Linked DNA regions of Pan troglodytes: region 1 is linked to region 2. Evidence: chromatin contacts called from public capture Hi-C data. All regions are on one chromosome and are shown on one strand. The core of a region is the stretch at or near the end of the contact, and the rest is flanking DNA. Distances in the headings are between cores, read along the strand shown.

Evidence for each region. Capture Hi-C pulls out chosen DNA fragments and counts their contacts.
Region 1: a contact with region 2 is called in a capture Hi-C map of stem cell-derived neural stem cells, with 6 times the contacts expected there. The contact joins two enhancer-like sites. A contact is called at or near these places in 4 of 7 Hi-C or Micro-C datasets (blood, induced pluripotent stem cells and stem cell-derived neural progenitor cells) and 1 of 1 other capture datasets (stem cell-derived neural stem cells).

Annotation. Positions count from the first base shown.
Region 1 is chr23:47,541,410-47,547,009 of NHGRI_mPanTro3-v2.0_pri, forward strand. All of the region lies in intron 14 of FBLN1 (fibulin 1), which reads left to right. Among named protein-coding and RNA genes, the nearest start is that of FBLN1, 51 kb to the left of the region's middle. Within about 2 kb of position 2,037, at least 3 of the 24 cell types and tissues checked have an H3K27ac peak or open chromatin away from gene starts, as enhancers often do. A contact at or near this core is called in stem cell-derived neural stem cells, where this site is marked.
Region 2 is chr23:47,439,365-47,444,332 of NHGRI_mPanTro3-v2.0_pri, forward strand. No RefSeq gene overlaps it. Among named protein-coding and RNA genes, the nearest start is that of SMC1B, 35 kb to the left of the region's middle. Within about 2 kb of position 2,812, at least 1 of the 24 cell types and tissues checked has an H3K27ac peak or open chromatin away from gene starts, as enhancers often do. A contact at or near this core is called in stem cell-derived neural stem cells, where this site is marked.

The sequences.
Region 1 (5,600 bases), core at 787-3,286, 100 kb after region 2:
GTCCAGCCTGGTGACTGTGGGAACAGCATCAAAGATTCCACATCCTAAACGTGGGGCTGCGTGCCCCTATGTCTTTGTAAGCTCACTCACTCCTAGGCCATCATGGCGCCCACTTGAGACCACGGTTCCCACTTCCTATCCCCCTTGCCCCTAATTGTATTCAGAACGTCTCATTTAGTGCCACAGTCAGTTGCTTCAGGAAAAGCTCCATGCTGGGACCGATCTCAGGACTGTGGACTTGTGACCTCTCCCAGCACTCTGAGTGCACGATGCAGGCAGCCAACTGTTTCCGAGGCCTTGGCCCCTTGACCTTCAGCCTGCCTTGGGCTCTTGGCCAGCTGCCCCCGCGACCTGAGGGTCAGTGGTAGTGTCCACCGCTTGACCCTAGGGGCAGCTGCCCTGGCTTGTGGCATAGCAAGGCTTCTGGGTCCCCGAGCAGCCCCGTTGTCCCTGGCAGCCCTCCATATTCTTCCTGGCTTTGGGATTCTCATTGGCTGGCCCAGCCATTTCCCTGTTTCCCAGCACGGATTTCTGTCTGCTTGAAAACCCAACATCTTGTTTCCTTCCTGAGCTTGGGTTAGGAAAAAGCTGCCCCAAAACTGGGTTTGCAAGTCTGTAGCATCCCGAAGAACTCATGGTTATGCAACAGCCTGGCAGGCAGTGACAGTGCTTCTCTGAGCCATTAAGAAAGTTCCATGGCCTTGGCTGCAGGCTGTGCAGCCGTCTGTCATTGTAAGTTCACTCTCTCCCCAGCCTTTGTCAGCGCCTGGGCTTGAGGATTCCGGGAGGCTGGCTGTGGTTGTGACCTCGATTTCTAACTTGCACACAGTCGTGAAACCACCTTTCGAAGAGGGGGAGGCTGCCCTGCACAGGGGCCCTGGCGCCCCCTAAGCCTGAGGGTGGGCAGGTTGGCCATGTGTGCTGAGGTCATGGCTGAAATCAGCAGAACCCAGCTCCACCCCTCCTGTTGGCTGTGGAAGCCTCTGCCACCCCTCAGTGCTGGAGAAAGTCATTTCTTCCTGGACCTACTGCGTGCAGGCACCTGGGTAGACAGCCCACAGAGGGCTTCGTCCCCGCACTGGCTCCGCCTTCGGCGTGTGTGCTAGGAGGGAGGAGGGGCCCCCCACCTGGCTGGGCGTGAGGGTGGGCAGGGGGCTGTCTGGAGTGGGCCATGCCTGCATGGAGGTGGAAGGGGGAGCGAATTAGGCAGAAGCGGCGGGAGTATGGACACATGTGCGGTGAAATAGGGAGTTCAGCCTGAAACCTGGGCCCTGTGTGCTGTGCAGTAAGGGATTGAGCTGCTGGGCCCCTGGCTTGTTCCAGCCCTTGGACTCCCGGGACTGATAGTGAGGAGGGGCCACCCCCTCTCAGCACTGCTAACCCCTCAGACTGGAGTTTTGTATTTTACAGCCCCTTTTCCTGCTCATCAAAAATCCAAGCTGCTTAACACGTTTTTTCATCTAAGCTTCAGAAAGCAATTTTTAAAATCTAAAAGAGCCATATTTAGGAGGGACCCATGGCCGGCGCTTCTGTGGTTAACAACTCAGCAAGAGCGCCTCCTTCGGGAGCCTTGACAGACAGGACTGCAGAGTCCGCTGCTGTGGCTTTCTCTCTCTCTCCACTCACACGGCTTCCATCTGGGGAACATCCCGGCGGCCGAGGGCTGGTAACTGGAGCATGACCCAGGAAGCTGGGCCGCAAACCACAGGGCTCGGCCTTGTGGACAGGACCAGGCTGTTACAGTCCTGCCCACACAATTCCCTTCTGCCCGCAGGAGGAAGTGTGCAAAGCTGTCCCACAGCCTTTCATGGGGCCGGACACATCCTCTTTATCCCCTCAGTGGGGCCGGCGCCTGATGGCCTGTGGTCTAGAAAGCTGGAGCAAAGCCGGGTGGCCTTGGTTGCCGCTTCCCGGGGATGGGACACGAGTGAACAGCTGTGGGCCTGAGGGTGTAACACGGTGGACGGTGGCAGAGATAGAGCCGTCGATGGCCCCCCTGCCTTGGCCAGTTCCTGGAGCTTGTCTCCCGGACGACGAGCATGTGAAAGCCAGGAAAATGCCGGCAGGGATATCCACAAGCACCTGGGGTGGCCAGAACTGCCGTGGCTCCCAGGAGAAGGAGGGGGCCTAGAGGGCCTTTTTTCTCTGGTGTGTGGTGGCTTAGGATCATTTCCATAGAGCTTGAGGTGTTAGGGTCAAACGTGTTGAACTGGCAAGTTGGAGCACATTGTCCTCTAACGCATGACATGGCCCAGGATGCGTGGCCTGCTGAGGGGACATGTCTGGAAACCAGGGCCTGCGTGGCAGGGGGGGACGGGGCGGGCTCGCCTATGCCCTGCTCTGTAATACATTCAGTGATGACAACCCGTCCCTGACCTAGACACACTGGCTAAAAGGGATTTTTGGGCCGTTCCCAGTCTGACAGGCAGTTTGCCAGACAGTTATGTTTCTGGTGTTTTAAAAAGTTTGAGTAGAGCGAAGTAGGATCATTGAAGCCAGGACTTACCAGGAAAATCAAGGACATGTTTATTTTTGTGCATTAGTCATTTGCAAAGCACATAGCGGGTGCCCCAGGCCCTGCTCTTTGTCCAGAAGGAGCCAGCCCAGAAACTCCTAGTGTGGAGAAGGTTTTGGGGTGCTCTGAGGAATGACTGTGTGGGGTCGGAGGGGGAGCCGCCAGGGGAGGAGTGACCAGTCGCTGTGTGTGATGACGGCGGGAGCTGCACCAGAACACCACGCACACCTCCCATTGCTTTCCTCCAGCGTGCTGGGTGAACGCTTCCCTCTGGCAAAACAAATTCCATCCCTGGTTAGTACCCGCCATGCTGAGAGAAGCGCCATGCTGAGAGAAGCGGGAAGCCGAAATCCCACCAGGGCGACTCTAGCGCCACCTGCTGACCAGCCCCATCCAGGCTGGCCCTGAAGTTGCTGGTGTGTGTGCGTGTGCGCGTGCTTGTGTGTGTGCATACATTGTGTGTGTAAAAGCTTTGAAGTAAGACAGGCCGACTTTGAAAGCCAAGCTTGCCCCTTACTACACACCACGGAGCTATAAGCAAGTTCTGCGTCCTCAATGGGCGTCTGTCTTCCAGCCAGTAGAGCGGGAGGACGATGGGAGACAGTGGAGGGAGCGAGTGGAAGGAAAGCCTGCTGCTTGCAGCCTGCTCCCTGCACCCGGAAGCGCAGTTCACCTGCACCCGGAAGCACAGCTCATGGGTCCCACGCTCCTCCCCCAGTTCACGGACGCTTTGGTCGCAGCTCCTCAGAGGCCCCCCTGGGGGAGAGCTCTCAGATCGCCTGGAGCACTCCCGTTTGGCCTGGACCTGGGCGTCTCTGGGGCAGGCCACCACCAGCAGCACCCGTGCCCACCTTCTTTCCTGCCTCTGTTTTGGGCCCCTCCCAGGCAGGACTCCCCCGTTCAGTGCCCCTGACTCCCAGGCCAGTCCTTTCTAAGAGCTTGGAATGATCACTAGCCCAGTAAATGCAAGGCCTCCTGTCAGTCCTGACAAACCTGGAAAGAGGAGGTAAAAGGAGACCCCAGTCTCAATAAATGCCTCAAGCAAGTCCAAGTAACCCAGCACGAGACATGGAAACTTAAAAAGCCAAAAGGGAGATGTGATAGAAGGCCAGGACGAGAGGATGCTCCTGACCTCAGAATCCAGACACAGCCCAGATGGCAGGGCTTCCTGGAGCACCTGGGCCAGGTCCTCTGGGGCTCCGCACCTGGGCCCTGCTTCCTCAGGCAGCCACCTTCAGAGTATGATGGGCCAGGAGTTCAGTACACAGGAGACGACCCCTGTCCCATCTTGTGACAAGAAATTAGAACTTGTTACTATCCTGTAGCGGAAGATAATACCCATCTCCATCCTGTCACAGGAAGTTAGAATCTGTAACAGGAAGTTGGAATCTGTGCTCATCCTTTACAGGAAGTTAGGACCTGTCCCCATCTCCACCACAGGAAGTTAGGACCCGTCCCCGTCTCCACCGCAGGAAGTTAGGACCCGTCCCCGTCTCCACCGCAGGAAGTTAGGACCCGTCTCTGTCTCCACCGCAGGAAGTTAGGACCCGTCCCATCTCCACCGCAGGAAGTTAGGACCCGTCCCCGTCTCCACCGCAGGAGGTTAGGACCCGTCCCCGTCTCCACCCCAGGAGGTTGGGACCCGTCTCTGTCTCCACCACAAGAAGTTTGGACCTGTATTAGGGTTCTCTAGAGGGACAGAACTAATGGAATATACATATATATATATAAAATGGAATATATATATATATAATGGAATATATATATGGAATATATATATATAAAGGGGAGTTTATTAAGGATTAACTCACATGATCACAAGGCCCCACAATAGGCCATCTCCAGGCTGAGGAACAAGGACAGCAGTCTGAGTCCCAAAAACGAAGAAAAAATGAGTCCAATGTTTGAGGGCAGGAAGCATCCAGCACAGGAGAAAGATGCAGGCTGGGAGGCTAGGCCAGTCTCTCTTTTCACGTTTTTCTGCCTGCTTATGCTGTAGCCGTGCTGGCAGCTGATTAGTTGGTGCCCACCCAGATTAAGGATGGATCTGCCTTTCCCAGCCCACTGACTCAAATGTGAATCTTTTTTGGCAACACCCTCACAGACACACCCAGGATCAATACTTTGTATCCTTCAATCCAATCAAGTTGACACTCAGTATTAACCATCACAAGTCCACCCCTTGTCAACTTGAACCCATGCACATCTCCTGAGATCGTACATAATCTTCAAATAAAGACAATAATAAGATCATAATTACACCTAACATAACTATACTTCATACAACCAGAAACTCACCAATCCCCAACCCAAATACTATTATATAAAGTTAACGATACTTAAATGCTGATGTGAATTCAATAAATCTTATGTCACTTGATAAAAGAGAAAGGAAATAAAATGAAGTCATTTTTGTTAGTACAAGTGTATACATGCACAAACATTTTTGATTGTTTTTTGTTTGTTTGTTTTTTAAGACAGAGTCTCCCTCTGTTGCCTAGACTGAAGTGTGGTGGTGGGATTTTGTCTCACTGCAACCTCCACGTCCCGAGTTCAAGTGATTCTCCTGCCTCAGCCTCCTGAGTAGCTGAGATTACAGGTGTGCACCACCACACCCAGCTAATTTTTCTATTTTAAGTAGAGATGGGGTTTCACCATGTTGGTCAGGCTGGTCTTGAGCTCCTGACCTCAAGTGATCCTCCCGCCTCGGCCTCCCAAAATGCTGGGATTACAGTCGTGAGCCACAGCACCTGGCCATGTTTTTAAAAGAAGGAGGAAATACGACAATTACAGCCCTCGTTTCTGCAACTGGTCACATGGCTCGTAGCTGGTATTGATGACTGCCTTCTTCTACTACCCATTCTGTATTCCCTTTGCCTTCAGCAAGCACCTTGGCAGATCTTGTTTTTTTTTTTTTCCTGGTGGAGTGACCCAAACCTTCATTCCTGAAGGGTCTGGGTCATTTGTAGTCCTGCCTGGATTGGGCTGTTGTAGTTTCCCATTGACCTTAATCACAGGGCATGGTAATACTAAGAGATGCCCTAATGGATCTCCTGTATTCCATGCATACTCTAACTTATCTTCA
Region 2 (4,968 bases), core at 1,562-4,061:
GTAACTGGCCCTAAAACGGCCTTTCAGTTCCAGCACTGCCACCCCTCCCAGCCCCACTGGCCCAGCCTCCTCATTCCCAGCTCAAATTCGTGACCAGGGGGCCTATGGGACCTGGTCGTCTTTTCAGATGGACAGTCCCTAGGTCAAGGCCCACTCCCTGGCCCCATCCTCGCATGGGGAGAGTCGGCTCAGAGTATATTCAGAGGCAAAAAGGGCGGTGGGCTTGCAGCACCAATAAACATGTCCAGCAAAATATGCTGATGGTGTACATGGCTGCTGCTTGCTGAGCCCGTGTGTGCTGATGCCACAGAGCTTATCTTCTTAAAATCTGCAGGAGGCTGCCGGGCGCGATGGCTCACGCCTGTGATCCCAGCACTTTTGGGAGGCCGAGGCGGGTAGATCACCTGAGGTCAGGAGTTCGAGACCAGCCTGACCAACATAGAGAAACCCCATCTCTACTAAAAATACAAAATTAGCCAGGTGTAGTGGAGCATGCCTGTAATTCCAGCTACTCGGGAGGCTGAGGCAGGAGAATTGCTTGAACCCAGGAGGCGGAGGTTGCGGTAAGCTGAGATTGCACCTTTGCACTCCAGCCTGGGCAACAAGAGCAAAACTCCGTCTCAAAAAAAAAAAAAAAAAAAAAAAAAAACCTGCAGGAGGCTACAAGAAGTGTTACCAGTTTCATATCCCCAATGAGGATGAGGAATGTGAACACAAAGTACCTAAGACAAGTCTCAATCCATTTAGAAAGTTTATTTTGTACCTGGGCTTGGTGGCTCGTGCCTGTAATCCCAGCACTTTGGGAGGCTGAGGCAGGCAGATCACCTGAGGTTAGGAGTTCAAGACCAGCCTGGCCAACATGGTGAAACCTCGTCTCTACTAAAAAGACAAAATTAGCTGGGCATGGTGGCAGGTGCCTGTAGTCCCAGCTACTTGGGAGGCTGAGGCAGGAGAATCACTTGAACCTGGGAGGCAGAGGTTGCAGTGAGCCAAGATCACGCCACTGCACTCCAGCCTGGGCAACAAGAGCGAAACTCTGTCTCCCAAAAAAAAAAAAAGGAAAGAAAGTTTATTTTGCCAAGGTTAAGGACGTGTCTGTGACACAGCCTCAGGAGGTCCTGCTGACATGTGCCCAAGGAGGTTGTGGTATAGTTTGCTTTTACACATTTTTGGGAGACATGAGGCATGAATCAATATGTGTAAGATGTACATTGCTTCAGTTTGGAAACGCAGGACAACTGGAAGCAGGGATTTCCAGGTCATAGGCATATGAAAGATAAATGGGTGCATCCTTTTGAGTCTTTGATCAGCCTTTCACTGAATACACTATTTCCACGTGAGCAGAGGGTAGAGGAGTAGTCCTGTGTGCCCTAGTCTGGCTCAGTGAATCTGCATTTTCACATAAACAATAGGGCAGAGGAAGCAATCAAGCAATCATATATGCATTTGTCTCAGGTGGGCAGAGGCCTGATGGTGAGTTCTGTCCTTTGTCCCACATCTGTGAAGATAAGCTATCAATTTACATTGCCAGGGTGAAATTCAACAGAACTGTTTTAGGGTAAAGATCCTGAGGCCCACAAGGAATTTCCTTGTGGGCAAATTGGGAGGGAGGTATGCAGCTTGTTTATCTTTGTAGCTATCTTATCTAGGAAGAAAATGGGAGGCAAGGTTTGCCTGATGCAGTTCCCAGCTTGACTTTTCCACTTGACTTTGCGATTTTGGACTCCTGCGATTTTCCTTTCGCAAGAACTAAGGGCTAGAGAGGGGAACTCACTTTCCCAAGGTCCCAGAGCCAGTTCAAGATGGAGCCAGGAATTGTGCCCAGTTCTAAAGTCCCAGCTACCTCTGACAGAATGCCTGCAAGGAGACAGTCAGCAGAGCTCTAGGAGGGGAAGACAGGTGACAACACTCTAGTGTATTTCTCTTGCTTGACCTCTGCTGTGAGTTCCAGGCTTGGTACCCAAATGTCGACTTGATAGCTTTACTGGGATGTCTAACAAGCAGGCAGTCAACATGAAGGCATCTGAACAGAACTGGTTTCCCTCTACCCACACCTGTCCCTCCAAAGTCTTCCATGTCTTAGGCTATGGAAACCCCAATGCTTCCAATTGCTCAGGCCAGAGAGTTTGGATCCATCGTTGGGCTCTCTCTCTCTCAATCCATCAGCAAATCCTGTTGGTAAGACTTCAAAATATAAAACAAATCTGGCCAGCCACGGTGGCTCATGCCTGTAATCCCAACACTTTGGGAGGCCGAGGTGGGTGGATCATCTGAGGTCAGGAGTTCGAGACCAGCCTGGCCAACACAGTGAAACCCCATCTCTACTAAAAATACAAAAAAAAAAAAAAAAAAAATTAGGTGGGCATGGTGGCTGGCACCTGTAATCCCAACTACTCGGGAGGCTGAGCCAGGAGAATTGCTTGAACCTGGGAGACAGAGGTTGCAGTGAGCCGAGATCATGCCATATTTGTTGCATGAATTGGTGAACTGCGGGCGTGAGTTTCACAGCCTGAGCCTGAACACCCAGGGTTCAGGCATACTGAGGACAGGTCTAGACAGCAAGGAATGTGGATCCTCCAGAGACCTCTTTGTGTGATGATGGAGGAGCTGCCCGGAAAATCTCATCCTAGGGGCAGTGACAGTCCAGGCACACAGACGTACGTGTCCTAGTTATAATGGAGTGATTGATAATGAAGAGAGCTGGGGCTTAGCTCTGTGGGGTCTGTTGGAGGTCTGGGGGAGGGCACTGGAATCCAAAGTCTAGTATCTCTGTGAGCCCTAGGGGGCACAGGCAGCGTGACCCCACAGTGGCACCCAAATCATGGCCCAGGCTGTCGGAGAGCGTGATCAGCCAAGCCTGGACACCAGGAAAGTGGCACTACCTCCCGGCGGTGGAGAGGCCATGTCAAGAGGCCGGAACAACATGGTCTGAATCACACCCAACCTCATGCTCATAGTGCAGCACTTCTAAGCAATGCATTAGTGCTGCATCCCTCTCTTCCCTGGGTTCAGAGGTGAGAGGACATGGCTTCTGCTGCAGAGAACTCATGCTCTGGAAGTCAAGGCTGCCGTGAGCTGTGACGGCACCACTGCACTCCAACCTGGGCAACAGAGTGAGAACCTCTCTTAAAAAACAAAAAAAACCAAATGAACATGTAAAATGTGTGTTTATCAAGAGCCCACAACAATATTCCCAAAGTTCTGATCCTGGGCTTCTGCAGCAATGAAGTCCTGGCTATGCACGGCGGCTCACGCCTGGAATCTCAGCACTTTGGGAGGCTGAGGCAGGCAGAATACGAGGTCAGGAGTTCGAGACCAGCCTGGCCAACATGGCGAAACTCCATCTCTACTAAAAATACAAAAATTAGCCGGACATGGTGGTGGGTGCCTGTAGCCCCAGCTACTCAGGAGGCTGAGGCAGGAGAATCGCTTGAACCCGGGAGGTGGAGGTTGCAGTGAGCCGACACGCGCCACTGCACTCCAGCCGAGGCAACAGAGTGAGACTCTGCTTCAAGAAAGAAAAAGGAAAAAAGATTGACACCTTTGGAGGGTTTTGAGCAAAGAGTGATTGGACTTCCATGCTGGAATGACCTGTCTGGCTTCTGGGATGAGACGAGAGTGTAAGAAGGCAAGGATGGATGAAAGAGACCAGAGAGGACAGGGCCGTGGTAATTATCCAGGTAGGAGACAGCAGTGGCTCAGACCCGGATGGGCAGCAGAGATGGTGAGAAGTGATTCGCTACTGCACAAATGTAAAGATGTAGCAAAGAAACCTGCCAACAGATCAGACGTGGGGTGTGAACATGGGTCAAGGATGATTCCAAGGTTTTTGGACTTGGCAATTATTTAAATAGAGTTGTGGTTACAAAAATGGATGTCTTATTTCAAAAGGATCTCTTGGGCTGAGCTCACCAAGCAGGGACAGGCACTGGACATTGGAGTTAATCCTTCTCCAGCCCCTTCGGTCCTGGTCGTCCAGTGGAGGAGACACGAGGCAGCAGATGGTTTAACCAATCAGGTGGGGCAGGGCTGTAAGGACAGAGAGACCTGGTGGAAGTGAGGAGCGGAAATAGACTGCACCTGTGGCCTTGTTTCTTCTTCTGGGACACATATTTTAGGAAGGACATTGACACATGGATGCATTAAACAAGATCCAGGGCCGGGCGCAGTGGCTCACGCATGTAACCCTAGTACTTTGGGAGGCCGATGCAGGTGGATTGCCTGAGGTCAGGAGTTAGAGACCACCTTGGGCAACATGGTGAAACCCTGTCTCTCCTAAAATACAAAAGAAAAAAAAATTTAGCCAGACGTGGTGGTGCGCGCCTATAATCCCAGCTACTTGGGAGGCTGAGGCAGGAGAATCTCTTGAACCCGGGGGTCACAGGTTGCAGTGAACCGAGATCGTACCACTGCACTCCAGCCTGGGCGACAGAGTGAGACTCCATCTCAAAAAAAAATAAATAAATAAAGATCCAGTGATAAGTCTAATAACTACCCTAATTTTGAAGTACAGCTGGCCATTATTTAGTGCGGAAATGGTCACAGGTGCTGCTAATCTTCCCCTGGAATGTTCTGTACCTTCATCATGGGAAGAAGTACCGCATTCGGGGACGGGCTGGTTGGAATAAAGGAGCAAGTTTCCACTGGCCGGGCGCGGTGGCTCACGCGGATTACAACGTCAGGAGTTCGAGACCAGCCTGGCCAATATGGTGAAACCCTGTCTCTACTAAAAATACAAAAAAAAAAATTAGCCAGGCGTGGTGGCGGATGCCTGTAGTCCCAGCTACTCGGGAGGCTGAGGCAGGAGAATCGCTTGAACCCGGGAGGCGGAGGTTGTAGTGAGCCGAGATCAGGCCACTGCATTCCAGCCTGGGAGACAGAGCAAGACTCTGTCTCAAAAAAAAAAAAAAAAAAAAAAAAGCAAGTTTCCCCCATTCTATTTCATTATTTCATGGGTTCCCTTCTCCT